Regions from separate parts of the Ovis aries genome. Here region 1 is linked to region 2. A link is a contact called in public Hi-C data. All regions are on one chromosome and are shown on one strand. Each heading gives the region's core, a stretch centred on a gene start, on an enhancer-like site or on the middle of the called end of the contact. The rest is flanking DNA. Distances are from core to core; before and after follow the strand shown. Region 1 overlaps PDGFRL (platelet derived growth factor receptor like). Region 2 holds the start of PCM1 (pericentriolar material 1).

Evidence for each region. Hi-C and Micro-C count contacts between places; a contact is called where the count stands out from the background.
Region 1: a Hi-C map of omental adipose tissue shows a contact between it and region 2, with 3 times the contacts expected there. The contact joins the enhancer-like site here to the promoter of PCM1 in region 2. A contact is called at or near these places in 7 of 16 Hi-C or Micro-C datasets (hypothalamus, liver, muscle and 3 more).

What each region holds. Positions count from the first base shown.
Region 1 is chr26:18,853,324-18,859,484 of ARS-UI_Ramb_v3.0, forward strand. The region is part of intron 2 of PDGFRL (platelet derived growth factor receptor like); the gene reads right to left. Among named protein-coding and RNA genes, the nearest start is that of PDGFRL, 36 kb to the right of the region's middle. Within about 2 kb of position 1,873, at least 8 of the 54 cell types and tissues checked have an H3K27ac peak or open chromatin away from gene starts, as enhancers often do.
Region 2 is chr26:18,513,993-18,520,570 of ARS-UI_Ramb_v3.0, forward strand. PCM1 (pericentriolar material 1) reads right to left here and starts at 3,401. Exons shown (of 40, transcript XM_060407013.1): 1 at 3,194-3,401; 2 at 1,509-1,579.

The DNA of each region.
Region 1 (6,161 bases), core at 623-3,122, 340 kb after region 2:
TCCTCTATTTCTTTGCATTGATCGCTGAAGAAGGCTTTCTTATCTCTTCTTGCTATGAAATGTTTCGGTTCTCTTAAAATAAGATCAGAGACTTCCCTGGCAGTCAAGTGGGTAAGACTCCACACTCCCAATGCAGGGGACACAGGTTCAATCCCTGGTCAGGGAAGTTAGATCTTGCATGCCACCACCTCCTCAAACTGAGTAATGTACTTCAACCCACCATGATGACCAGGAGCCTAAGGACAGCTGCAGTACCACAAGACAGTGAGTGCGGTGTTCCGCGTTGTTATGGGTGTTGAGGGTGTGTATGAGATGGAAACACACGCCTGAAACAATTTTTAAAGGCAAGTTTCCTGAAAACCTGGCTGTTTTCTTGTGATCTACCTCCTTCGGGTACAGTGTTGGGAATAAAAATAGCTCCTCCTTACTGAGATGGCTTAGCACATGCGCCCCTGCTCCACTTGTGTGACCTCATCTATCCTGACAACATCGAGGCTGGTTCTGTCAGCGCTCTCTTCTTCCCCTGCCCCCACTCACGCCCTGAATGGAGCAGGCCATGTTTTCCTGCAGCCTGAACACTGTTGGAACAAGGAGTGCACCCAGGGAAGTCTCGCATCCCGTCCCGCCCCACCGATCCGTCTCTGGGGAGACGCTGGCAGGCCTGGTGCTGGAGCCATCAAGTCTGAGAAGAGAGGGCTCTACCTCTAGGGCAGGATAAGTCATTTGTTTTGAACCCAGTGGCTTTCTGGGGGTAGAAATTCATCTGAAGGTAAATATCAGAGCTTGGCTGAAACACAGACTTTCGATCCCTCCACAGCAGACTGGACCCAAAGGGTGCTTCCAGACAAGCACAAAAGCAAAGGGTCGGGACACCAAGATTTTCATGGAACCTCATAATACCTCGTCTGTTCTCGGAAAATTAAGTGAAACGAGCACTGAAGGAACGTGAGTTTGAATTGAAAAAGACTTGTGTAAGCGTATAAAATAGATAACAGATGGGAATCCGCTGTGCGGCACAGGAAACTACTCAGGGCTCTGTGGTGACCTAGATGGGAAGGAAATCCAAAACAGAGGGGATGTATATATACATGTAGCTGACGCACTTTGCTCTACAGTAGGAGCTAACACAGCATTGTAAAGCAAGTATATTCCAATCAAAAATTTTTAAGAACGACACGTGCACGACAGTTTGAATGTATTCACTCCCATGGAACTGCGTATGCAAAAATGCTTCAAGTGGTAGATTTTGTGTTTGCCAAATATAAGTGTCAAACTGTTTGGCAAACATAGAGGAATAAAATAAAATAAATCAAAGGGAAAAAAAAATCAAACCAAAATAAACTGAAGGGGAAAAACAAAAGACCTCCTCCTCAGCGCAGGCCCAGAGTAAAAAAGACAACATTTACTCAAGCTTGTGCAGATTCTTTCTCAACAGTGGGCTGTTTCTGAACACTTCTTAAGATCTTTCTCTTTTGAAATGCCCCCAGACCACTCCTCCAGGCTTCTGGGAGCAGGATTAGACTGGCCGGGAGCCCACAGTCCGCTTCCTCGGTCCACCCTCCCTTTGTGTCGTCTGTGGGTGGATAAACCGCTGCTGGCTCAGGCCAAGCCAACACCCAGATGCCTGCCCTTCTCTCCAGAAGCTATTTATTGTTTTTAGAGGAACCAGCCATCAAAGAGATCTCCTGTTCTCCACCCACTCCTCCGAACTTACAGTCCTTGACTGAAAAATGCTAACATCCGACCAGACACCAGAGACATCCTGAAAGACGATGCCAGGACCTGATTTTCCAGACAGCAGCCTCAGCTTGCTTTATGGGCGCCCCAGTCAGCCTTGTTTTCACTGCTGTGACCTTGCTCACTGTCTAGCCCAAATCTCCAGCGTCTCCCCACTCCTACCCAGCATGGATTGGTATCCCAGCCATCCTCTGGGTCACTTATCCTAAGCTGCTTCTTATTTTCTTCCTTGGCTCAGTACTGTGCCAAGAATTCCCCGGCTCTAAACTCAGCGAGTGTGTTTTGACAAGATTGAAGAAATGTTTCCAGAGAAGATGGAAATGGATGGGGTTAATCGCTCAACCAGAGGTTTCATCACACAGTCCAGGACATTCTTCTGTTAATGTTCTTTATATTATCAACAAAATGGAAGCAAAAATCAAATATTTAATATATATATGTGCTGTGCTGTGCTTAGTTGCTCAGTCAGGTCTGACTCTCTATGACCCCGTGGACTGTAGCCCACCAGGCTCCTCTGTCCGTGGGATTCTCCAGGCAAGAATACTGGAGTTGGTTGCCATGCCCTCCTCCAGGGGATCTTCCCGACCCAGGGATCAAACCCAGGTCTCCGGCATCACAGGCAGATTCTTTACTGTCTGAGCCACCAGGGAAGACCATATATATAACAAATACATATGAGTTCCAAGGGTATGTCTCTAGACCCCAGTTGCTGGAAAACAGGTCAGGGTGCTGCAGGGTGGATGGGTCCGCCTGAGCCTGAGCTGTGATGCTGTCTTTTCCTAGGAGGCCATGAGACGGAAGAGCCCGCACCCCACGCTGTATACCCTTCTGTGCTTTCTAAGTGTGTCTGTTTTAGTTAATGGTTCACAAAGGCCCTGAGACGTCACACGAAATCCTCAGCATGGCAGACAAAGCCCTCCCTGGTCTGAGTTTGGCTCACCAGGCAGCATCCTCTCAACCTTGCTCACCTCCTTTCTCCTCCCCTGGCCAGAGTCCCCCCATCTGTGCACCCCCATTCAGCGCTCCTGGGGCCGCACACTTTCTCAGCTAGAGGAAGCGCCTCGTGCTGCTCCCCCATTCTGGAACTTTCTGACATTCCTCTTCTAGCCCCTTCATTACCCGGTAGAACTCTCAGCCTTCACACATGAGCCCCAGTTTTCTCCTCCTGGATCCTGTACTTCTGCAGGCAAGGCATTCACACAGCTGTATGTTAAACTTGGTTTTTAAGTTTGAGATTAGCAGATGCAAACTATTATGTAGAGAATGGATATACAGCAAGGTCCTACTGAATAGTACAAAGGACTATATTCAATATCCTGTGATAAACCATCATGGAAAATATAAGAAAAGGATGTGTGTGTGTGTGTGTGTGTGTGTGTGTGTGTGTGTGTGTGTATCTGAATCACTTTGCTTTACAGCAGAAACAAATACAACATTGTAAATCAACTATACTTCAATTAAAAAAAGACAATGCAAAAAAAGTAAAATTGTTTTTTTAACAGTCTGTCATCTTTTAAGACTAAAAGCTGTGCGAATATACAGGTTGTTTATCTTGCTCACCATCATACCTGTAGTGTCTGCCTAGCACAGGACCTTAAACACCACAGATGCAAAAAAATAATCCTTGTTGGAAGGGAGGAACAAAATTAAGAAAGGGAGAGGTGGGAAGGTGCATGGAAAGCAGGAGAGCTGGAAATGGGTAAGGACGAGGAATCAGGAAACAGAGCAACTATTGTCAAAAAATATCTTTGCTGCTTCTGATCTCAAAAGAACAGTGGAGATCTGAGCGGCTGGGATCGACTGAGTCAGAAACTCAAGTCTGAATTGGCTTCAGCGCCTGGACACACAGACTCTTCGGCACATTCCTCACTCAGAAGGACTCAGAGTTGTCAATGAACTTATATGGTGTGAGCTTATATTTAAAATGCCCACCCCTTTTTGCTTGTTGGTAAATTGAATTCTTTACTGATTAACATAGAACTTGAAACTGTGACCGCTGAATTGCCTGAAAGGATGAGAGAACTTGTGTGAAGGCACAAAGAGTACAATTATTTCACCTAATCCCTCATTAGACCATGGCATCCCGTCCCATCATTTCATGGCATATAGATGGGGAAACAAGGGAAACAGTGAAAGACTTTATTTTCTTAGGCTCCAAAATCACTGCAGACAGTGAATGCAGCCATAAAATTAAAAGACACTTGCTCCTTGCAATAAAAGCTATGACAAACCTAGCAGCGTATTAAAAAGCAGAAACACTACTTTGCCAACAAAGGTCTGTTGAGTCAAAGCTATGGTTTTTCCAGTAGTCATGTATGGATATGAGAGTTGGACCATTAAAGAAGGTGGAGTGCTGAAGAACTGATGCTTTTGAACTGTGGTGCTGGAGAAGACTCTTGAGAGTCCCTTGGACTGCAAGGAGATCCAATCAGTACATACTAAAGGAAATAAGTCCTAAATATTCATTGGAAGGACTGATGCTGAAGCTCCAATCCTTTGGCCACCTGATTCAAAGAGCTGACTCATTGGGAAAGAGCCCAATGCTGGGAAAGATTGAAGGCAGGAGGAGAAGAGGACGACAGAGGATGAGATGGTTCGACTCAATGGACATGAGTTTGAGCAAGCTCTGGGAGTCAGTGATGGACAGGGAGGCCTGGCGTGCTGCAGTCCATTGGGTCGCAAATAGTCAGGATTGAGCGACTGAACAACAAATCCCTCATTAGAAATGTCTCTTTTACTGGGACAGGAAGACAGTTGCAGCACAGCTCAATGCTGCCATCTAGTGGCCATTCTAATGACTTGCGTTTGCCGATCTGAAGGAAGCCTCTCAGGAGAGATGCTTGGCTCCATCCTCTGGGATGGTCAAACTCCACCTTTTAGGAGGAGACATCATTTATGGTCCTCTGACAGAGTTCTCTTCCTAAACATCCCAGGATAATGCTTTAACTTTCTGATATCCAAAGAGTTATCCTAAATCAGTGTGAAATTTCAACTACACTCAATTCGAAGCCATCCCTGCAACACTCTGGAAAAGTATATCCTTTCCACTTCTGTTTTGAATCTTAACTTTATTAACTTTATTTATCCAAATAGATTTTTTTTTTTAAAGAGGAAGGTGGGGGAGAGAGGGAGGAAAAGAAAAGTAGACAACAAATCTATGTTCTGTGAAGCTACAACCTCATTCAGAGTACCCTCTGGTCCAGATGCCTCCCACCTGGCGCACTTGAGCGCAGCAGCAGCTGTATGCTGAGAACCGAGAGGCCAGGGTTTAGACTCAGGCTGCCACCCACCACCTTGTCCCTGGACCAGCCGTTATCATCTCAGATGGACAGTTTCCTTATCTGTAACAAAGAGAGGCTCAAGCATGATCACCACTGAAGTCCCTTCTGGTTCTAAAGTTCAGTGGACTTGTTCCCAAGAGTCACAGGTCTCACGGCCACGGGGGCCTGACTTTACACGCACGCTGGGCTCAGCGCCCCCGAACCATTCTCCTGCTGAAGTGCTCTTGGATGTACTACAGGGTACCAGGCCCTGAAGTGGGTGCAGGGGAAGCACCAGCGGGTGATCAGTGATCAGACACCATCTCTGCCGAGCTAACAGCCTAGCGAGGGACACACACAGCATATGATCAGGGAAGCAGTAATAGCATCGTGGGTGGAAAGGGCTCCGGGGAGGACGTGTAACTGAGGCCTCAGTGACAGTGGGGGCTGAGAGCAAGGAGGGCTCCCTGGGGAAGCGGCCCGCCTGGATCTGCAGGACAGTGAGCAGCTACTCCTGTGTGTGAAGTACACGCAGGAGGACCCAAATGAGCCAAGGCCTCAGGCACCTCTGGGGATCAGAGACAGTCCATGGAGCCTGGTGTGTGGGCAACAAGAGAGTGATGTGAAAGGGGAAGGATGCAGAACGGATCGCAGGGGCCAGAGTAGGCACAGGCTTGTGGGCGTGTTAGTAGCTTCAACTCAATTCCGAGAGCAACATAACTGCCCTCCTGAAGGGCTTGAAGCAGGAAGGCAACGTGGCCGATGTGCTTCTGTAGAAGACCTTCTCAGGGTCAAGACTGGGGCCACAGAGGTCAGTTGTGTGATGACTCCTCTAAGTGAGAGACTTTGGGGCCCTGCCACTGGGTTGAGAGGAAGTGGGGGAAATTCCAAAGATAAGGAAACAGGAGCATCATTAGGGCACGGGAGCTGACTGGATGTGGAAGTACGAGGGAGGAGCCCAAGGTCATTCCCAGGCCTCTGGTCAAGGGCAGCCAGATGGAATTAGTGCCGCTCACTGAACCAAAGGGACACAGGAGGATGACCCGGGGTGGAGCAACATCATGAGCTCAGTGTTAGATGGTTATGTTCCAGAAAGCCTCAGGGAAGATCTAGGCAGGTGAGCAGGCAGCTGGGGACCCAGAGCCGAGAAGAAACATTTAATCT
Region 2 (6,578 bases), core at 2,151-4,650:
ACTTTCTTACTTAACCCATGAATGCCACTTCCAAAAATGCCTTGCTAGCATCCTTGGCCTCCTCATCAATTTGCCCATTTTATCAACTCAATTTTTTATAAACCTCATTTCTCGTTCTTTCTGTTTGTACTCTCAAAACTGTCAAATTATAAAATGGCATTGACTGTGTCCACTATTAAGGTATACTACACATTGACACTTTCAAAATGTAGGTTTACTCCTTGAGGCAAGGCACTTTACCTGTTTTGCTCACTGCCCTATCTCTAGGTCTTTGTAGCCATGAAGTCACACATTGTATGCACTCAGTTAAATTTGTATGATGAATGTACTGCTATGTTACCCTTTTCTGGCTTCTTAATAAATTCCCTAGTGTGATTACTCTGAACACTCTATTTTTCCCAAATCTCATACATTTACCTCTTTTCCAACAAATGGCCAAATCTCCTATTAAGAAAACCAAGGTCTTTTAAAGCAAGTTTAACTCAACTGCTTTGTATTTTTATTCTATTTTATCCATCTTCGCTAAAGTGTTAAAAGGAAAATTATTTGTGACTGATTTTACAACTTTTTATTTTACCAAATACTCCAGTGTTAAAGACTCTAAAACACAGACTCATATCTGACATTTCCTTTGAGTTCTATTTTTCTTTCAACCAATAGAAAAAGATACCAAGAAGTACAATTAAGATATAAATCAATGGCCAATCTATATTCTTATGATAACCTATTGCATAAGTGTGTTGAAGATTTGTCTGCCTTCCTAGAAAGCAAGGATATATTCATCATATTTTGAGACTTAGGCTGTCTTCAAAATTTTAACAGGAGAACTAAATTGTCTGAAATCTTTAAAAGAGTAATTATTGCTAAAACGGTTCTAACAAAAATTTCTTCTAATCCTCATGCTCTAGTCATTTAATTTCTAAATTGTCCTTAACAAACAATTTCTTAACTTTCCCTCAGTGAACTGAACTTGACTTCTGCTGGTCAGAGAGTATCTTTACGTAACCAGCATTTGAGAATGCCCTGTGTATAGAAACTAAAGTTTAAAGTAAGTTTAGACAACTGAAACTAACAAACTTCAATCGACAGTATACATAAGCTCAAAACGTAGAGGAGTTTGTGAATAAAAAATAAGAACAGCCAATTAATAGAAAAGTTGTACCAGATGACTTAAGAGTAAATGAATTGGGAACAAGAGGCTATCCAAATAGTTGCTACAGGAAACATTCAAACTCAAATGAGCAGATGAAGAAACTGTGAAGACAAAGACATTTTTAAAAATGTTACATAAACTATCGCAGCATTTAGTAATTACGAATGACATGGCTCTTTTCAAACGAAAGTATGAAGACAGACCAAAGTGGCACACCAAAAAGCAGGCCAAACAGGGCAGCAAACCTAGGCCGTTGGTTTACTACAGGCACTGGTATTTTATAACAGTATTCAGCATCAAGTCTTCTTCAAATGGAACACAAAAGCCAATAACATATGCAATGATGTCAAATTACCTGTTTAAAATCTAGTTTTCGTAGCTCAGAAACAGCTCCCTTCCTGCTTCACACTTCAAAGCTGTTGTGTGCTTATGATTTAAAAAAAAAGAAAATCATTTTAGCCCATTTCACTGTGATGTACAGAATACCAAATAGTATTTATAACCTAAAGTGTGCTCAGAAAATCAACAGAAAAGGAAAAATCCAATTAATCAATATTTTAAATTCAACGTACTTTAATTCTTTAGGAAAACAAGGCAATCAACAGGTTTAAATCCTCCAAACCTGTTAAGAGCCTACCAAACAGCACTGTGATACCTTAATATCTACTTGGGAATACAATGAAATTATAATGTAAAAACACTATAATGCAATCATCATACAAATTTCTCCATCAATGTTAAAATCGAAGCAAAAGATTACTCTTTCAGATTGACCCAGTCATTAACTTCCTGTCACGCAAAACTATTCCAGAACTTTGCATCCCCGTTGATGAGGACATTTTTTTATTTAAAAGCTAGCAACTTCGTTAAAAAATAACTGTCACTACAGAAACGCAAGGTTTACATTTCAGTTCAAAAACTCAGAATTACAATGGTTTCTAGCGGCTCTATCTGGGAAGGTGTTAGGGAAAGAAAGAAGCAGGTGCACCCAGAGCTTTACACACCACCCACTCCAGTAACCAGAGAATAGCACAAGGCGGAGTCTGGAAGGCAGTTATGGGGCGGGGGTGGAAGGGGCGCCCAGAAACCCCGCTTCCTCCAGCGTCAAAACACGATCCGTCACCCGGAGAGCCCCCGCCACAGACCTCGAATTGGTGAAATATATAATATATATATATATATATATATATATATACCCCCCCCCTAAGATAGGATGAGCTCTAGAGGAATGAGCCGCGGGGCTTAAAAGTTTGGAGGCCCCGCCTCCCCAGCGGGGCCTACGACCTAATCCCCAAACACTCGTTTCTGCAGAGCAAGCAACGTTCCTCGAATCCATTTGGCCTTTAGTATTTCGCCCATCCAAACTGGACCTGCAGTAAGGGATGGCGAAGGGGCGCCGCGGGAGGGCGGAGGGAAGCGCGGTGAAATTAGCATTCGCCTCGCCAGTAGGAACCCCAAAGTCAGGAACGCCTCCCCCGGCCCTTCTGCTCTAAAACGCCCGGGACGGCGTCAATCCTGCCGCTCACGGCCCAACCCCAAAGTCGCATCGCTCCTAACCCGCTCTTCTCCACTCCAAATTCTGGAGCTCGAGAGCCCCACGGAACGGAATTTGGGCGGTAGGGTAGAAGAGGCGCAGATTATGGCCCACTAAGGCTCCTTGCTATGGAAAACGAGACGCCCCCTCCCAACCAAACCGTAACCCCGACGCCGCTTCCTCTACTTGCGAGGGACATTCCTGGGGCGCCCGAGTCCCCAGGGCGGCCTCCTCCCCGGGGCCAGCAAGAGGGGCGGGGAGGCAACCAGGGGGTCCTGCAGTCGCCGACGCGTCCCTAGATGCTCACCCCAAGATCAGCATCGCTCGGTCCGGGGGAAGGGGCAATCGGCCCGCCCAGGGGACGGGAAGCAAGCAGCAACGAGCCCCACCAGAGGCGCGGGCCTGAGGCCAGGCTCTCCAGGATCAAGTGTCCCAGGGCCGTTGCTCTCCCGCCCCGGCGCCGCTCTGCCCTCGGTTGCCAAGGGCTGGGAACACGCAGGCATTACCTGTAAACGAAGCAGCCGCTCCTGCCAAAGGCAGAGTAGCGGTCAGCGCCCCCGAGACCCGCCACCGGCAGCGGGCCGCCCTTAGAGACCGCAGCAGGGAGAAGCCCCAAGTTCCCTGGCTGCTTAAGGGCCCAATGGCCGCCTCGTCTACCTCAGCTCCTCAGCGCCAACCGCCGCAGCCACCGCCATCTTAGGATCTCATTGTGGTGGGAGAAGAGGGGCGGGGGGACTGCAGAGGGGGCAACGCGCCGGGAGACATGCGCCGTCTCCTCGGCAACGGCCGCACGGGGGCGAAACTCGCCCGGGCGGGAGCCGCAGTGCGATCCGCGCGCTAGACCGGAGTCATGTGACCCGCTGGAGTCGGTGGTGTCACCTCGCGCTCCGGAGCCCGGTGTCGAGTCTACAAACGAACCACCAGAAACTACATATCCCAGAATGCCAGCTCGATCTCGGGTTACACGCTCCCGCTCGTTCGCCGAGACGGATGTGACTACGAATCCCAGCATGCTGTGCACTTCCGGCTCCTCCACAAGGAGGGCGAGGCCTCTGAGGAAGTGGTTGGAGACCGGCCTTGGCAGATGGAAAAGGAGCGGAGGCGCGATCTCGTTTTCCTTGGGGCGGGGGATGGGGAGGGAGATGTCAGCCCCTGGAAGTGTCGGAAGAAGGAGAGAGACCAGAAACTGGGGTCGCTCTCCACCCATATGTGGGTCGGGAATGGATGGAACCAAAAGGGCCTTTACAATCTGGGCCTAATTTTACACCTGAGGAGATAAACCCACGCAAGTTTATTAGCCGAAATCGTCCATTTGGTCAGTGGGAGCATCATCAGTCAGTAATTAATGCCAGCTTGAATTCATGCCCTGCTGGTCTTAGAAGAGCCAGATGATTTTCATCAAAATTGAATCTCAAGAAATGTTATCTGAAACTATAGTCTCTGAATTCCCTGTGTATATACTCTCTTCTCTCACCAGCGACACTGTTAAGGTTAGTAATACATTGACAGGTTCTCTCGTAAACCCCCCAAAATGAGTAAAGTGATAGTTAAGGTCTTCGGTGTGACTAACTGAAAGCTTTAAACATTGCTCAGTTTTTCTTGCGTACGAGAGCATTTTATTTTTCGACAGTTTGCAGATGCGGGATAGTTTTGTTTTAAGCAAGATAAGGGTAGGAGGAATGAAGAATACGCACCTGAGTTCCAAGAGCAAATTGTTCTCAGTTCAGTTCAGTCGCTCAGTCGCGTCCGACTCTTTGCTACCCCATGAATCGCAGCACGCCAGGCCTCCCTGTCCATCACCAACTCCTGGAGTTCACTCAGACTCACGTCCATCGAGTTAGTGATGCCATCCAGCCATCTCATCCTCGGTCGTCCCCTTCTCCTCCTGCCCCCAATCCCTCCCAACATCAGAGTCTTTTCCAACGAGTCAACTCTTCGCATGAGGTGGCCAAAGTACTGGAGTTTCAGCTTTAGCATCATTCCTTCCAAAGAAATCCCAGGGCTGATCTTCAGAATGGACTGGTTGGATCTCCTTGCAGTCCAAGGGACTCTCAAGAGTCTTCTCCAACACCACAGTTCAAAAGCATCAATTCTTGGGCGCTCAGTCACCAATAAAAATTGTTCGCAAAACAGATTAGTAGAACTGCATGTCAATACATAATTCAGATAAATAAAGCCCTTCCTGCTACTGTAATTTGGAACTGAATCTAGGTTCAATTTCAGTGCAGTGATCTTTGACACTTCGTCATACATTTTTAAGTACATTATTTAGGTAACAAAAACTTAGTCCCTGCCCTTTGAGAGGTATTTTATTGAATGATGAAGAAATAAGGTATGATGTAAATAAATTCTTTTTATAAGAAAGTGCTGTGAGAACTCACACCACCGATGGGATAATGGATTAGGTATTTACTCTAGCCCACTAAAACCTTGGGCAAGTTAACTTTTCTGAGCTTCAGCTGCCGCATCCATGAAATGAGGGACAAGAGCTAGTAACGTTGCCTACCTTGGAAGGCTTCCCCCGCCCCTTCTTAAAGTAATGTTAATTCTGTACTGGACAGCGGTTCCAGCATTTCATCTGTTGTAATTTTTTCAATTCTCACAACTGTTATGAAGATAACTGGTTCTTCGTCAGTTCCATTTTACTAATGAGAGGTTAAATAAATCGTCAAAATTCGGCTCCAAATGGGAGAGCCCAGGTTTAAACTGAGGTCTACTGTCCCCTTGAAAGAATTTTTTAATTAAGAAAATGCACGGAAAAAAAAAAAATAAGCCGTCATCATCACCATTTTGTTTTATACCTATAATAACATATATGCATAAAACAAAATGGTGATAGAAGCTACTGGCATTGAAACAATTCAAATGAATTCAAAAGCACTACTGAAATTGTGGTCATTATTTTTTATATTTTTTTTAAATTTATGAACCCTAATAAAAGGTTAATACTCTTATATCTGGTGGTGGGAGGAGCCTGAGAAATGTTTATATTAAAATTGGGACCTCAAAATAAGTATGGGCAGTGGACAGAGGAAAGAACCCCAAAATGATGAAATTATCCCCAATTTCTAAAAACTTCACATCTAATTTAGAAAGCAATGATGCAAATAAACCAGTTTAGTATCAGTAGTGTTAGTGTATGAATATGGCAAATAAATGATACAGTAAGTGCTTTAGGAATGCAGAGAAAGAGTATGTTCTATTAAATGCATGCATGCTTAGCCATTCAGTTGTGTCTGACTCTGTGACCCTCTGGGCCGGTGGTAGCCCACCAGGCTCCTCTGTCCATGGGATTTTCCAGGCAAGAATACTGGAGTGGGTTGCCATTTCCTCATCCAGGGGATCTTCCAGACCCAGGGACTGAACTCGCATCTCTTGCATCTCCCACCTTGGAAAACAGATACTTTATCACTGGGACGCTCTGTTGAATTAAGTATGCTACATTGCCTCAAAGATGGTGATAGTTCTATGATATCTATGTAGGGTGAAGTTAGGGGCAACACGCTGGTGGAAATGTAAATAAGGAATGAGTGGCCTCTAAGAGATACAGGTTGAAACTACATCTCAGTTTTCCACATTTAAGAAAAACTTAATGTATATTAAAGATGGGTGTGAAGGCCTAAATGGAAGAATGATGTTCAAGGAAAAAGAGCTATAAGTTAGATAGTACGTCCAAAATAAGCAATAGATAATGCAGAAGACAGACAGGGTCAAATAGAGAATTCATGTGGCGGGGAATGGGGAAACAGGAGAAGAAAGCAAAATGGATGAACAGGTTAGGGCCAAGCTAAAAAAACAATCTTAAATGTTGATCTAAAAGGTTGGGCTTTGTTCTATAGGTAGTGTGGAACCAGATGAGGATTTGGAAGAGGCAATGATATAACGAAGTAG